2 separate regions of the Mus musculus genome follow, and region 2 is linked to region 1. A link is a contact called in public HiChIP or PLAC-seq data. All regions are on one chromosome and are shown on one strand. The core of a region is the stretch at or near the end of the contact, and the rest is flanking DNA. Distances in the headings are between cores, read along the strand shown.

Region 1 (7,000 bases), core at 4,353-6,852:
TAAAGACAGACGGCTGAGTACCGAATAGTCAGGCTTTGTTTTTGTTCTATTTTTGTTCCCCCAATTACTGTGCATGAATACTGGGTCAAGTTTACAAAAACAGAGGACCCTTGAATTTTGCTTGTTTCTAACATAAAGAGATTTAGACATTAGAAAGAATTCTCATCTACTTGTTGATGGTGCAGAATAGATTTGAGCTAGGATCTGAAGTTATAAGTCTTGAGATAGACTCTTCATTGCTATTTAGCCATGCCTTAGAGAAAGCAACTTAACTGGTATGAATCAAATTTATTAGTTATCAGTTAGTTGAGTTATATTAAGCAGCTAAGTAGTAATATATATAACAAAGGATCAGAATAAATTATTCTGAAAAAACAGAAATATAGGTAGCTAACAGATATGCAGTAAAACAATTAGACATCCTATAATCATTGTGTAAATGTACCACATTTCATCATGCATTCACCCCTTGATGGACACCTAGGCTGTCTCATTTCCTAGCTACTGTAAATAAAGCAGAAATGGACATAGATGAGCAGGTAATTTCTATAGTAGGATACCAACTTCCTGAGTGATATTCTTCAGAGTAGTATAGCTGGAACATGTGGTAGATTCTTTACAGTTTTTTAAGAGACTTCCATACTGATTTCTGTGCTGGTTACATCACTTTCCACTCCCAGCAACAGTAAGTCTTTTCTTTCACCCACATCCATGTCAACATTTATCTTAAACTTTTTTCATAGCCATTATGATGGGGGAAGATAAAATAGCAAAGTAGTTTTAATTTTTTTTATTGATGACTAAAGATGTTAAACATTTTAAAAGTTTCTCAGCTATTTGAAATTTATTTTTAAGAACACTTTATTTAGTTTTTTGGCTCACGTTAACAGGGTAGTTTGTTTACTTGATGGTGAAGATTTTATATGCTCTAATTCTCATCCTCTATTTGATGTATAGCTGGTAGAAATAAGAAGTGATACATCAAATCAATGAAAATTAAAATGCAACGAGAAAGTAAACATTCCTGTTGAGAAGTCTAAAATCACAAAAATTAAAGAGAAGTGTTGGCTACCATGTGAAGGAGGAGTCTCTGGTGGTATTTTAAGTTAGGACAATTTGAAAAAATAGAATAGAAATTTCTTTTTAAAAAGCATGATTTTCATTTGATGAAGCAATTCTACTGCCTCTGAGTTTATATCCAAAACCAGCCTGTTAGAGAAATGCCCTTATCCCATCCTCAAGATAACGACTTACCAGTTTATCAATGGATGAATGGATTTTAAAACTGTGGTGAATATATGGACTAGAGTAACATTCAACTTTCAAAAGTTATTGGTCAAGAAAATTTCAAGACTCCCAAAACAATGCAGATTATTGTTGTTGCCCTTTGTTGCCTCCCAGAACTTGAAGGTAAGACTCTAGTGCTGAAGACATCACACAGTTTGGATACAAAATTTTGAGGAATCAAGACTAAACTGATCTGGATGCTTCCTCTATGAAGACTGTCTCTCATAGTATTGGAAGGTGCTATGAAAACTACCAGGGGATAGGGGCAGTCAGTTTTCCTACCCATTGATAATGTCTATGAACCACAACAATTACTAGATCAGCAAGATTGAGCAATAGTGGCACTACACTCATTAGGGTAACCAACAAATGAATTGGCATAAAGCTCGTACAGCAGCAATGAATTTCTGGAAAGGCCATAGACTCAAGAAGATGATTCTTCTTGTGTTCCTGAGCCAATAAAATTTCTAAATCTGTTCTAAATACCCTTATACCTACAGACAGCTGCATCTCTCAGTCCTTGTCAGAGAAATTTCATTTTATAATGATGGAAACTATCACAGAAAACCACAACTAATCAAAATGCAGACAAACAACTGTGGGGTGCCAAACTCCAACTGATATATCTTTATTGTAATGTTTACACCTATGGCTCAAGCAAAATCGTGGAGAAGGAGTCAGAAAGATGCTAAGAGCCAGAATATCAGGGTGTCTGCTGTGAGGTAGTGCTTTTTATGTATGACCAGGAATCTGCAGCATGAACTCTGAACATTATGATTGTCTGAACAATACCTGCACAACAATACTATCAGTTGACCTATAAATAGAAACAGGGGAAATCTCACAAGGCTCCACTTTTAAATGAAGAGCTACAAATTGTTAGTGTCATCTAAGAGAGGGCCAGTCTCCACCAAGCATGACCTCCCACATGTATTGTACAATCCGAGTAGTCGTTCCTCGACACATGTATATACATACAAGCAGAGATAAATTGACTTATTAAGTTGAATATACATATGGATATATGTAAATGAACATTAACATGTATATGCACATGTATACATACCCACATACCCACATATATATATATATATATATATATATATATATATATATATATATATATATATGAGAGAGGGGGCAGAAGTGATATAGATGCAGGGCTCATGTATGAAGTTCTCAAAAATATAAAATTACTTTGCTTAATCTTTTTCAAGATCATTTTTCTTTTATTTTTGAGAATATAACATAATTATACCATTTCTCCTGTCCCTTTCCTCCTACCAAACCCTTCCACATGCCCCTCCTTGCTTTATTTCAAATACATGGCCTGTTTTCTCAATAATTTCTCAACTACACACATATATATACATGGTATATATATATACCATGTTGTTATACATATATACATATACATGTATATATGATATATAACTTACCCTTAAATATTACTCACTCTGTCTACATAATGTTGCTTGTATGTATGTTCCCAGGGCCAACCATTTGTTACTGGATAATAAATTATGTGTTGTTTCCCTAGAAAAAGGAATAAGGCTTCTTTTCAATTCATACAGCAGTTAATGAAGTTAAAAGAGAGCTTATGTCTTAAAGAAACAAATACCTAGGCACATTTGAAGATGAGCCACTAAGGACCCACTAGAATAGGGCAACAATGGCCAACATGGACACAAACCATAAGCCCCTAAGTGACTTTTCATCAAATGTCTGGCACAGAAGAACTGTCTCTAATTGATAACAGTAAGGTCCCTAGGACCAGATAGGTTATTACAGATTACAAGTCTTATCATAGTTTTTTTTAATCCACAGTGAAATAAAGTTGTTTTTTCCCCCACCATTGAAGCACTGCATTATTCTTGAAATACAAGTACTCATCTCTTTATTTTTCCATTTTCATTAAGTATGCATCAACTTGTGAAACACACGGAAAGTTGGACACTATTATTTTTGGTTTGTTTGTTTTTGTTTTTTTTTTTTTTTTTTTTTTTTGATTCTCAAGAACTATTTCTCCGGACTCTTCTCTCCTCTTGACCCTTTCCTGAGCCTCTTCCCATACTGATTCTCTTTGAGTTTCCAGGACTTTGGGTCTCATCAAAGGCCGATCTTCCCCCTTCCCACATTTGGGTTCCCTATTGTCTTCTTTACTTTTCTCTGTCAGAGACTTTCTGTTTCCCAGATTGTTGTCACTAACATACTCCAAGTTCTTCTCTGTTGAGAAGTATCTCTTGGATCTTATGTCCTGCCAGCCACCATGATTGCTAATCACCCACGGTTGCCTGTGGAAGCTACCTCGACCTCCTCATCAACCATTCCTTCCTCAAGCAGGTTTCCGTCTGCCCCTCACATCATGAAAATGACTCCTGTCAAGGTCACAACTGACCGTCATGATGCTAAATCTGGTAGACATTTGTGTCTTTTCATCTTATTCGGCCTCTCATTAGCATTCCACACAGCTGGCTGCTGTGTTTTTCTTGAAGCTGTCCCCTTTGTTTGCAATGTCACTCTCCTTCATATTCATGTTTGCTCCCCTGACCTCAGTGGCCATTCAGCTTCTGTCTCCATGGCTGACATGTCTTGTTCTCTGTAAGTTAATGATGGGACTCCACTACTTCCTGTGTATTCTTCACCAGGCAGGATTTGCTACCCCATGTTTTTGAGTATGTGTTGATAACTCTGGGCTTACATCTTCAGCTCTGAATACAAAATTATATGTTGTTTATTGAGGGACATATAAAGATGTATCTCCTTTTGGCTTCCAATAACATGAAATCCCTCTTGAAATCGCAAATCCATACTCTTGTGTTTGAGTTACAACTCTGTACTCCCAGTTAAATGTAAAATGATTTATTCCAGAATTCTCTTTCTTACGCAGCAATATTTGTCAAACTTCTGTGTGATATTTTGAGTCCAGAAATTGGATGTAGGTAGTGTCATCTGAAGGACATTAGAAAGAAGGATGGAGATGCTTCATAGAAGTAGGAATGGAGACGCTTCACAGTTCATGGCTGATATTCTTCTAGGCTACTTCCAGTTTCCAGGTAATATACAAAATTATCTTTTGAAAAATAGATCATGTTTTGCTTAAAACTTTATAATACAGTTTAGATTTCAGTATCAATGTTGCTTCTTTGCAAAAATCTTGCCTTCACATTCAGTTTAAAGTCACCCCTTAAGACACTCATTCTCTCTCAATTATTCTGTCTCAAATTTACTGCCATCTTTCTATCACAGTGACAGGAGCTTCCTTCTCTCTTGTCTTGGCTAATTGCACAGGTTTTTTTCAGATAGCAACTGCAGCAACAGTAACAGCAGCAGCAACAGCAATGGTGCCCAAAACATAAATGCATGAATGTATACATCAATGCTTTTCCTTATCAGTATTTGTTATAATATGTCACAACTATAACACAGTTACGTATATAAGCCTAGTAGTTTAGGAAAGTTCACAACTAACTTGGGTAATTATATTAGTCATTTCCCCAGAAACTGGAATACAATCTGTGACTTCCTCATTCGTGTCTGTGAAACAGAACCGTTTTATTCAGCAATAATTTGCTTCATTTATGTTATATAAAGTCCAGAGGAAAGACACCTTTGCAATCCTCTTTATAACCATCATACATAATTTGTTACCCTTAAGAGACACATGCAGTACTGAAGTGTGAGCAACTTTACTTCAGGGCAGGCTTTTGGTGTCTTCACTTTTTTGCGCTCACCTAAGTATCTCGAAAGTTTAGCATTAGCTCTTCCAAACCTTGTGGTTGTACCCAGGTCACTTGGAGGCATGCATGGTAGGTCTGGTCTTCATCCTTGGCATAGTTCTAATCTTTAACAAGTATATCTCCACTGAGTTTTGAAGCCCTGGAAGTATAGTTAATTGGCATGCCTGTCTATATATGAGCTAGATCCTAATGGTACTGGAGGAGGACCATCGTATGTGCCTTGCAACAACTTAGCTTCAGACTGTGTAACACCTTGGCCTGTGGTTTATTCTAGATCCAAGAGACAATAGCTATTTTTTTACTGTGGCATTCTTATTATGTTTTTATCTCTTGGCCTCAGTCCTGGTTGCATATGATTTTGTATCAGGGTTTTGTAGGAACACTCAGCTCAACTTCCTCCACGTTTCATCTTCTAAAGCCTTGTGTGAGACTTTTCTCTCAAGTATTTAGAGTTTAAACCACGTGTCAATGAAGGCCACGTCTTTATTGCTGTCTGAGCCACTGTTGTTGAATAGAGGGCCCTGGCACAATGCATCTTTGTCTTGCACTGGCTAATAACCCAGAGTACAGCAGGCCTGGCCTGCCATTAACATTTACCACCGCTACACTCCTCTCTACTGTATAAAAACTGAACACTGGCCTGGCCCTGTTCATTGTTTTCAGAACCTTGACTCTCCTTACCATTCTCATCATCCAAATTTATTTAAGGATGAAACTATTAGAAACACAATTGGTGAATTAATGTCATAGGGACTGCTGCTGGCAGCTCATCAATTTTTGATATGCCACTCAGACAAATGAAACATAAGCCACCCAGAACAAGGGGACCTTTTGACACTTCAAAGGAAACCCCTATGGGTGGTTTCCTCTTGAAGCTACACTAAACTGGCTCGATCTCCTCAGCTGGAAGCTGCCGATGTCTCATTAACCCCTAAAAAGGCCCTGCATGAGCCTCTCTTTTCAGCTATAATTATGCTGTGCACTCCTGTTAGGCTGCATGGGATCGCAACACTGTCACCCGCACATTATAAACATCCATCCTAATTGAAAAGCAGATTAGACTCTTGTGTTAATTAGCCAAAAAGCCCGCCCACTTGCATGCATTATGAGTGCCTCTTAAATACTGAGGATGTTGAAATCCCTCAGAAAGACAAGGCAGACTTAATTGCAATAACCTGCACATTAAGTTTAATTTACTTTAAATTTACCGGTTTAGCAGGCTCATTTGATGGTGTTAATGTTCTAGCAAATTAATTATCTGAATTAGTCGTGCCTGGTGGAGTTTTGCAGCAGAATACATTGTACAGTGGCCTATTAATAACAGACAAACAGGGCAGGATTAATGAGAAGATTATGTTGGAGTTCTTAAAAAAAGAGATCTTTGCATGAATTCAAATATAATCACCAAAGTGCAAATACAGACTCAGAATATAAACAAACTGAGATTTATTATACTCGATGGCATGCCGTCCAGGAGAAACAGTAAAACCTGATAAGGGAAAGATCCGACAGCAAGAGCCTTTTCCACGGCCTCCTGCGGATTCCTCCTCTCCACAAACTGTTTCCCATCAGTGTGCATATGTGAAAGCCACGGTGGGCAACTGAATGCCTTCCACGGGCTGCAGAGATGAAACCTGCATGCAGCTAGAAATAGCTCTCCCTGGCTAACCCTATTGCCCGTTTAGTAATTTATAATGCTTTTGGATGCATTCTGGACCCCACTTTTAACCATATCTCTGATGAGATCATGAAAACATTAGCCTGTAACTAACCTGAAATAGTGATTATGGACAGCCTGTCTTTTCTGTCTGGGAAAGAGCTTTCCACGATTATGTTGGTAATCTGTCAGGGTAAGGTAAGAATGGAACCAAATGGTTGGGGAAGGTTAAATTATTAACTCCTTTGGGCGATCATCTAGAAATATAAGACATCTCTATCCCTCTTCCTAGCCCCTGATCCTAAGTCCTAATGAG
Region 2 (6,466 bases), core at 597-3,096, 170 kb before region 1:
ATAGTCCATTTCCCGCTGAGATAGAGTTGCATTTAGCGCTCCCAGGGGAGCCACATAATGGATGAAGAAGTGGCTCCTTCTTGCACCAGCAAATGAACATCCTTCTCACTTCCCTCTCAGGCTAGAAGAAAGGGAGGGGTTGGGAGGGCAGAAAGGAAAGAGAAGAAAGAAAAGCCAGTGATGTCTGTGGGCTCTTCTTGGAATCTGAATAAACTCGTGGGTGTCCTGAAGATATACACTCTCTAAAGCAAAGGAAAAATACAAATCTGCTGGACCAAAGATTTGGGTTTGCAGAAATGAGATCTCCTCTTTGGTGGAAATGCAGACCTTCTTGTTGTGCGAGTGACCTGAAAGATTATGTATCTGATCTCTGCTTCCCATAAGCAGTTTCTTGTCTCTCTCAGGCTCTCTAGCCAGCAGATGTGATAACATCTGGACCGTTATTATCACCCTAGGCAAGGACTGTATCCTTAGGGACTTAGGCACCCAAGCTGAGGCTCCCCAGAGAGGCCCTTGATCTGCTGCTACATGAGGGTAATATAACAGGTTCATTAATTTATTTCTTCTTCATAGGTCTTCATTTCACAGTTGTTGTTGTTACTATTATTGAAGGCTGGACTAGATAGCATACCAGTTCCTTCTATCTGATTTGAATTTACATTTTGAATTACAATCTATAGATTAGCTTCATTCTGTATCCCAGGTAAGAAAAATACTGTAAGCAGGCAGATATAAAAAGCAAGGGTCCAAAGCGATGTGAAAGAAAGTTCTCTTTTCAACATCTTATTCCCTTTTCTCTGAAGTGGATTTCTTTTCCTGGAGTTTCCAGGGGGGAAAAAAGTGTGTGTGTGTGTGTGTGTGTGTGTGTGTCTCACTGGAGAGGAAAAGATAAAGATCTCGGCTACACCCTGTTTACTATTTTTCCTTTTTGATGACTCAAAGCCTCAGATCACCTAGAGCTCCTTTGAAATGTGAGTTTGTACACGGTTAAAGGAGACAAACAATAAGAGAAATGCACAATTTCATTTCAACAGCTTTTCCCGAGTAGAAAGCACACACTCCTTACTGCTCCTAAGTGACTGTCACTGGTGGTGCCTGACACAGTTATATTCACAACAACAAAGTATGCAGAGAAATTAAATTACGTGGAAATCAATAGCGTCTGACTGCTTCAAACAACTGTCTGTCATGGCTATTATTCTCCGGGAGCCTATTTATAAACCATGAAAGAAACAGGTTCTTGCAGCATAAAGACAGCATCATCCACAGCGCATTTCTGTGTTGCTATTTTTCTCCATATACAGAGGAATGCACGGGCATAATTTAACATACAAATGCCTCTCTGTATACATTATATAACAGCTTGTTAGGCACCGGGTAGTGGAGGTGTGCCTAAATAATGCGCATATATTCTGGGAGGAAAACACACCCGAGAGGAGTGCTTGCATCCTGGCTTTCTTCCTCCAAAAGGTTCCTACCCTTCAACAATAACGGGCCCTTTTTGATCTTTGCAGACCGGCGGAGGCAAGGTGGGACCTGCAGCGCGCATGCCTGGCCAGCTACAGGTGCATCACCTGCCTTGTCCTTGCTGGTGGTCACTATAAGAGCGGCTCCCACGCGCCGCCGCCGGTCGCGGCTCGACGAGCGCGCGCGCGCCCGCCCGCCCGCTCGCTCGCCCAAGCACGGCGCCGCGGCCGCGGGGAGGGCGCGCGCCAGACAGACGGAGACAGCTGCTGTCTGTCAGCGCGGCGGGGCCCGCGAGCTCTCGCGAGAGCTGCCCGGGCCGGCCGCGAGAAGTGGGGCTCAGGTGTAAGAGGAGCGCAGCCCGTCGGCGCGCCGGGGCTAGAGCTCTCGGAGAAGCGGGATCGCGGGACCTGCGCGCGGGCCGGCGGGCGGGCGCTCTGCGCGGTCGGTCCGAGGCAGCGGGCTGCGCTCGCCGGCGCAGCAGCGGCAGCAGCAGCAGCAGCAGCCCCCGCGGCGAGCCTCCGAGCGGAGCCGCCGAGCAGTGCGAGCGAGCGCAGCCTCGGGACGGAGGCCGGGCGAGCCGGCGTGCGCACTTTGCCGCGGACTTTGCGAGTGTTTTGTGGATTTTTACATGCCAAGGCGCCAAGATGATGTCCATGAACAGCAAGCAGCCTCACTTTGCCATGCATCCCACCCTCCCTGAGCACAAGTACCCGTCGCTGCACTCCAGCTCCGAGGCCATCCGGCGGGCCTGCCTGCCCACGCCGCCGGTAAGCGCCCCACGCCCGCGGCCCCGGTCCCGGCCCGCGCGCTCGCCCCCTCCCCCGCTCCGCGCCGCTGCCTGGCGGCAGCTGCCCCGGGCGGCTCCGGGCCCCGCTCCCGCGGGCGGGACTGCTCTTAGAGGGATCCCGCTGCCAGGCACGCGTGGCCCGGGGCCGCTGGAGGCCCGGGTCCCATCCGCCTGTGCCTCTGTCCAGCGCCTGCCATCCGCGGGGAGCTCTCGGGCCGCGGCTGTCGACTTGGCTCCACTTTGTCGGTTAATTTTACGCCTGCACAAGGCGATCTCTGCTCGCTCGCTCGCTCGCTCGCTCGCTCGCTCGCTTTCTCGTTCGGGTGTGTGGCACGGGTCCTTAGCTTCGAGTGACATCTCCATTTCTTCTTTTTCTTCTTCTTTTCGCTCTTTTTTGTCGTCTCCCACTGTCTTCCCCGGAATGTGTTTCCGTGTGCGTCCCCTTCTACCCTTCCCTGGCCCTGTGCCTCTCCCCTTCTATTTCCCCCACCCCGGCATGTTCTCAAATCGTCCCCCGGTCCTCCGTTGACCCTGCTCTTCCCACCCCCCGTTGTTATTTTGGTCGCTTTGTGTTTTGCCTTTTGCCCGTGCTTTCCTGCTTGTGTGTTTGTTTTGTGGTTTCTTTGGTGTTTGTCCCCCCTTTTTTCTTTTTTTTTCTTTTTCTTTCTTCTTTTTTTTTTCTTTCCTTTTCTTTTTGGTTTGGTTTGTGTCGCCTGCAGCTGCAGAGCAACCTCTTCGCCAGCCTGGACGAGACGCTGCTGGCGCGGGCCGAGGCGCTGGCGGCCGTGGACATCGCGGTGTCCCAGGGCAAGAGCCACCCTTTCAAGCCGGACGCCACGTACCACACGATGAATAGCGTGCCCTGCACGTCCACGTCCACCGTGCCGCTGGCGCACCACCACCACCACCACCACCACCACCAGGCGCTCGAGCCCGGTGACCTGCTGGACCACATCTCGTCGCCGTCGCTCGCGCTCATGGCCGGCGCAGGGGGCGCAGGCGCGGCGGGAGGCGGCGGCGGCGCCCACGACGGCCCCGGGGGCGGAGGCGGACCGGGGGGCGGCGGTGGCCCGGGCGGCGGCGGCCCCGGGGGTGGCGGCGGCGGCGGCGGCCCGGGGGGCGGCGGCGGCGGCCCGGGCGGCGGGCTCTTGGGCGGCTCGGCGCATCCGCACCCGCACATGCACGGCCTGGGCCACCTGTCGCACCCCGCGGCGGCGGCGGCCATGAACATGCCGTCCGGGCTGCCGCATCCCGGGCTCGTGGCCGCGGCGGCGCACCACGGCGCGGCGGCGGCAGCGGCGGCGGCGGCGGCGGGGCAGGTGGCGGCGGCGTCGGCCGCGGCGGCGGTGGTGGGCGCGGCGGGCCTGGCGTCCATCTGCGACTCGGACACGGACCCGCGCGAGCTCGAGGCGTTCGCCGAGCGCTTCAAGCAGCGGCGCATCAAGCTGGGCGTGACGCAGGCCGACGTGGGCTCGGCGCTGGCCAACCTCAAGATCCCGGGCGTGGGCTCGCTCAGCCAGAGCACCATCTGCAGGTTCGAGTCGCTCACGCTCTCGCACAACAACATGATCGCGCTCAAGCCCATCCTGCAGGCGTGGCTGGAGGAGGCCGAGGGCGCGCAGCGTGAGAAAATGAACAAGCCGGAGCTCTTCAACGGCGGCGAGAAGAAGCGCAAGCGGACTTCCATCGCCGCGCCCGAGAAGCGCTCCCTCGAGGCCTATTTTGCCGTACAACCCCGGCCCTCGTCTGAGAAGATCGCCGCCATCGCCGAGAAACTGGACCTCAAAAAGAACGTGGTGCGGGTGTGGTTTTGCAACCAGAGACAGAAGCAGAAGCGGATGAAATTCTCTGCCACTTACTGAGGAGGGTGTGAGACGCCGGGTGGGGCACACTGGGGAGCTGAGGGGTGCGTTTCTGGGGCTCCCTCTGGCCCACTTCCCCTCATTTAGACTGTCCGTTATCCTGCCTGCATTTGGGGAGTTCCTTTTCTTGCCCTTCCCTCAGCTCCACTCTGCACCCGGCCCTAGCTGTCCCCCAGCCTAGAGAACAGGGGTGTGGGTGTGGAGAAAGTTTGGGATGGCAGGAGAGAATGGGGGACGTTTAGGTGAGCAGGGCCTGGGGGGTGGGGGAGAAACGCAAAGACTGGAGCTGGGGGGGTTTCGAGAAGCAGGATGGTTCTGGGGAGCAGGGTGGGAGGGAAAGATGGGTGAAGAACTGGGGATCTTGACCAGAGACACTTACAAAATCATCTGGGGACCAAGGAACTATGTACAAAGATAAAACTACCAACCATCACCAAAAACAAAACATAAAACACTAGACAAATAAGGGGGGGGGCAAAGATGCTTTAGGAACTTAACTCCTGGGAGCAGTATTCTGCAGCCTCGTTTACCCCCAAGGAAGAGAAAGCAGCAGTACCATTACTACCACCGCCCCAACTTCCCAAGCACAAGTGAGTCACATAGGAAATCTATCAGCCTGCACCTTGAGCTTCCGGGCAGAAAGCTAGTCCTGTGTTTAACTTTCCCTTCTAAAGTCTCACACCTGCACCCTCTTTGGTTTATTTCCTCTCTTCCAAAGAGACTCCAGGCTTGGCTTCCACTCAGCATCTGGAGCTTAGCTTACATGCGCTTGGGGAGGCTGCCTGGTCATTCACACCGAATCTTCATTTCCCAGGAGCCAATGGCCTCAGTCTTGTGGTCTTGGTCAGGTCTTGAGGCAATGAGAACTCAAAAGACAGAAATTAGGTTCTCCGAAAAAAAAAAAGAATTTATTCTGGGATAATTAAATGACCATACCTACAGTAGGGTTTTACTTTTATAATTTTCTTCATGGATCCATGAACAAATTATCTGACAGTGTCCCCCCCCCCCCATCCTACTTCTAGAACTTTAGAGTGCCCTCTGTTTTTTTTTTTTTTTTTTTTTTTAGTTCGGATTCAAACTCTGCCATCGCACTTATTAAGAGAGGGTGGGAGATCTTAGGGAAGAAACTTGCTTCCGTTTCCACTTCTCTCCACTGAATACAGCCCATCTCGCTCTTCTAGGTCCCTGTCTCCCTCCTTTGGAGAACCGTGAAGTTGTTGAAAAGCTGAGAAGTTTCTGCTCTCATTTGGGGGCAGGAGTCCCATGTAAGAAAAATCACCTAAAATCCCAGAAGAAAGGAAGAGATTTAAAGATTTAAAGCCCCTCCCACCTTGTTCGTTTCAAATAGGTCTGCACTTACCTGGGGGAAGGGGAACAGTGTTTCCCTGTTGTTGTTGTTGTTCTTGTTGTTGTTATTCAAGGATCATTTATTACCGGGGATAAATGTTGAGTCACAAAAACTTCAATTTGCACTATGAGTTTCCAAAATAGAAAATCATGTGTGATATTTCATACTAATAATCCAAGCTGCTGACGGATTTTAAGGAAAAATTTTTTGAGAAAGACAGTTTGAGAAAGAAAGAGAGAGAGAGAGAAATGTGGTTTAGTGAAATGCCTGCTTTGTTGTGTAGAAGATCCCCTTTGGATCTCATGTGGAGATGGTCTGTTACTATCATTTAACCATAACTAAAGATGAAAACGGAAGAGATAAGGGGGGAAGCACTGTTTAACAAGACTGAAATCATGCATGGCTCGAAAGGTGCAGAAAGAAATGTGATTAGGTCTCACTCTGGGTAGGCGTTGTTATTTATTTAATTATGTTGTATGTCATTGTTTGCAGCACAAAACATTCTATGCATTTGAAACTGAGCACTAAACTGGGCTAGCTTTCTGGTAGACCATTTTTTTGTGGATAGTGTGATTTCACAGTCTACTGCCTGTTTCCACTGAAAACACATTATTGTAAATATTTTCTTTCATGCACAGGCCCACACACAGTGGTTACAAACTGCCAGTGTTAATCCTGAAATGTCTCACTGACTGATCCTCCTGTCCATGTTGTGTCTGCAGAGCTCTCTCCTTGGTTATGTCTTCGCTCTATTGCCCCCACCCCCACCCCACCCCATCAGAACCATTTCTGTGCGCCAACATACAACAGGGAGATGTGTCCCAGTCCACTTCCAAATAAAACATGACTGAAAGAAGAGCAGTTTTATGATCTGGGTGCATTTTTGTGTTTATATTGAGCCAAGTCCTGGTAGGGCCGGTCAACAAATGAGAGAAAACAACAAAACAAAACAAATAACCCACACCAAACAGAAAGCCTCAACCAAACTTTAAAATCACG

Evidence for each region. HiChIP or PLAC-seq counts read pairs in DNA pulled down with a chosen protein or histone mark.
Region 2: an H3K4me3 HiChIP or PLAC-seq map of neural tube shows a contact between it and region 1, with 2.4 times the contacts expected there. The contact joins the promoter of Pou4f1 here to the enhancer-like site in region 1. A contact is called at or near these places in 2 of 484 Hi-C or Micro-C datasets (embryonic cerebral cortex and neural progenitor cells) and 4 of 115 datasets of contacts at active chromatin or transcription factors (astrocytes, embryonic hindbrain, embryonic midbrain and 1 more).

What each region holds. Positions count from the first base shown.
Region 1 is chr14:104,297,108-104,304,107 of GRCm38.p6, reverse strand. It overlaps D130079A08Rik (RIKEN cDNA D130079A08 gene), which reads left to right. Exons shown (of 5, transcript NR_168067.1): 2 at 4,178-4,343. Among named protein-coding and RNA genes, the nearest start is that of Gm52151, 110 kb to the right of the region's middle. Within about 2 kb of position 5,602, at least 14 of the 459 cell types and tissues checked have an H3K27ac peak or open chromatin away from gene starts, as enhancers often do. A contact at or near this core is called in neural tube, where this site is marked.
Region 2 is chr14:104,463,379-104,469,844 of GRCm38.p6, reverse strand. Pou4f1 (POU domain, class 4, transcription factor 1) reads left to right here and starts at 1,846. Exons shown (of 3, transcript NM_011143.4): 1 at 1,846-2,234; 2 at 2,974-4,160; 3 at 5,301-6,466. The coding sequence starts at 2,112. The coding sequence ends at 4,116.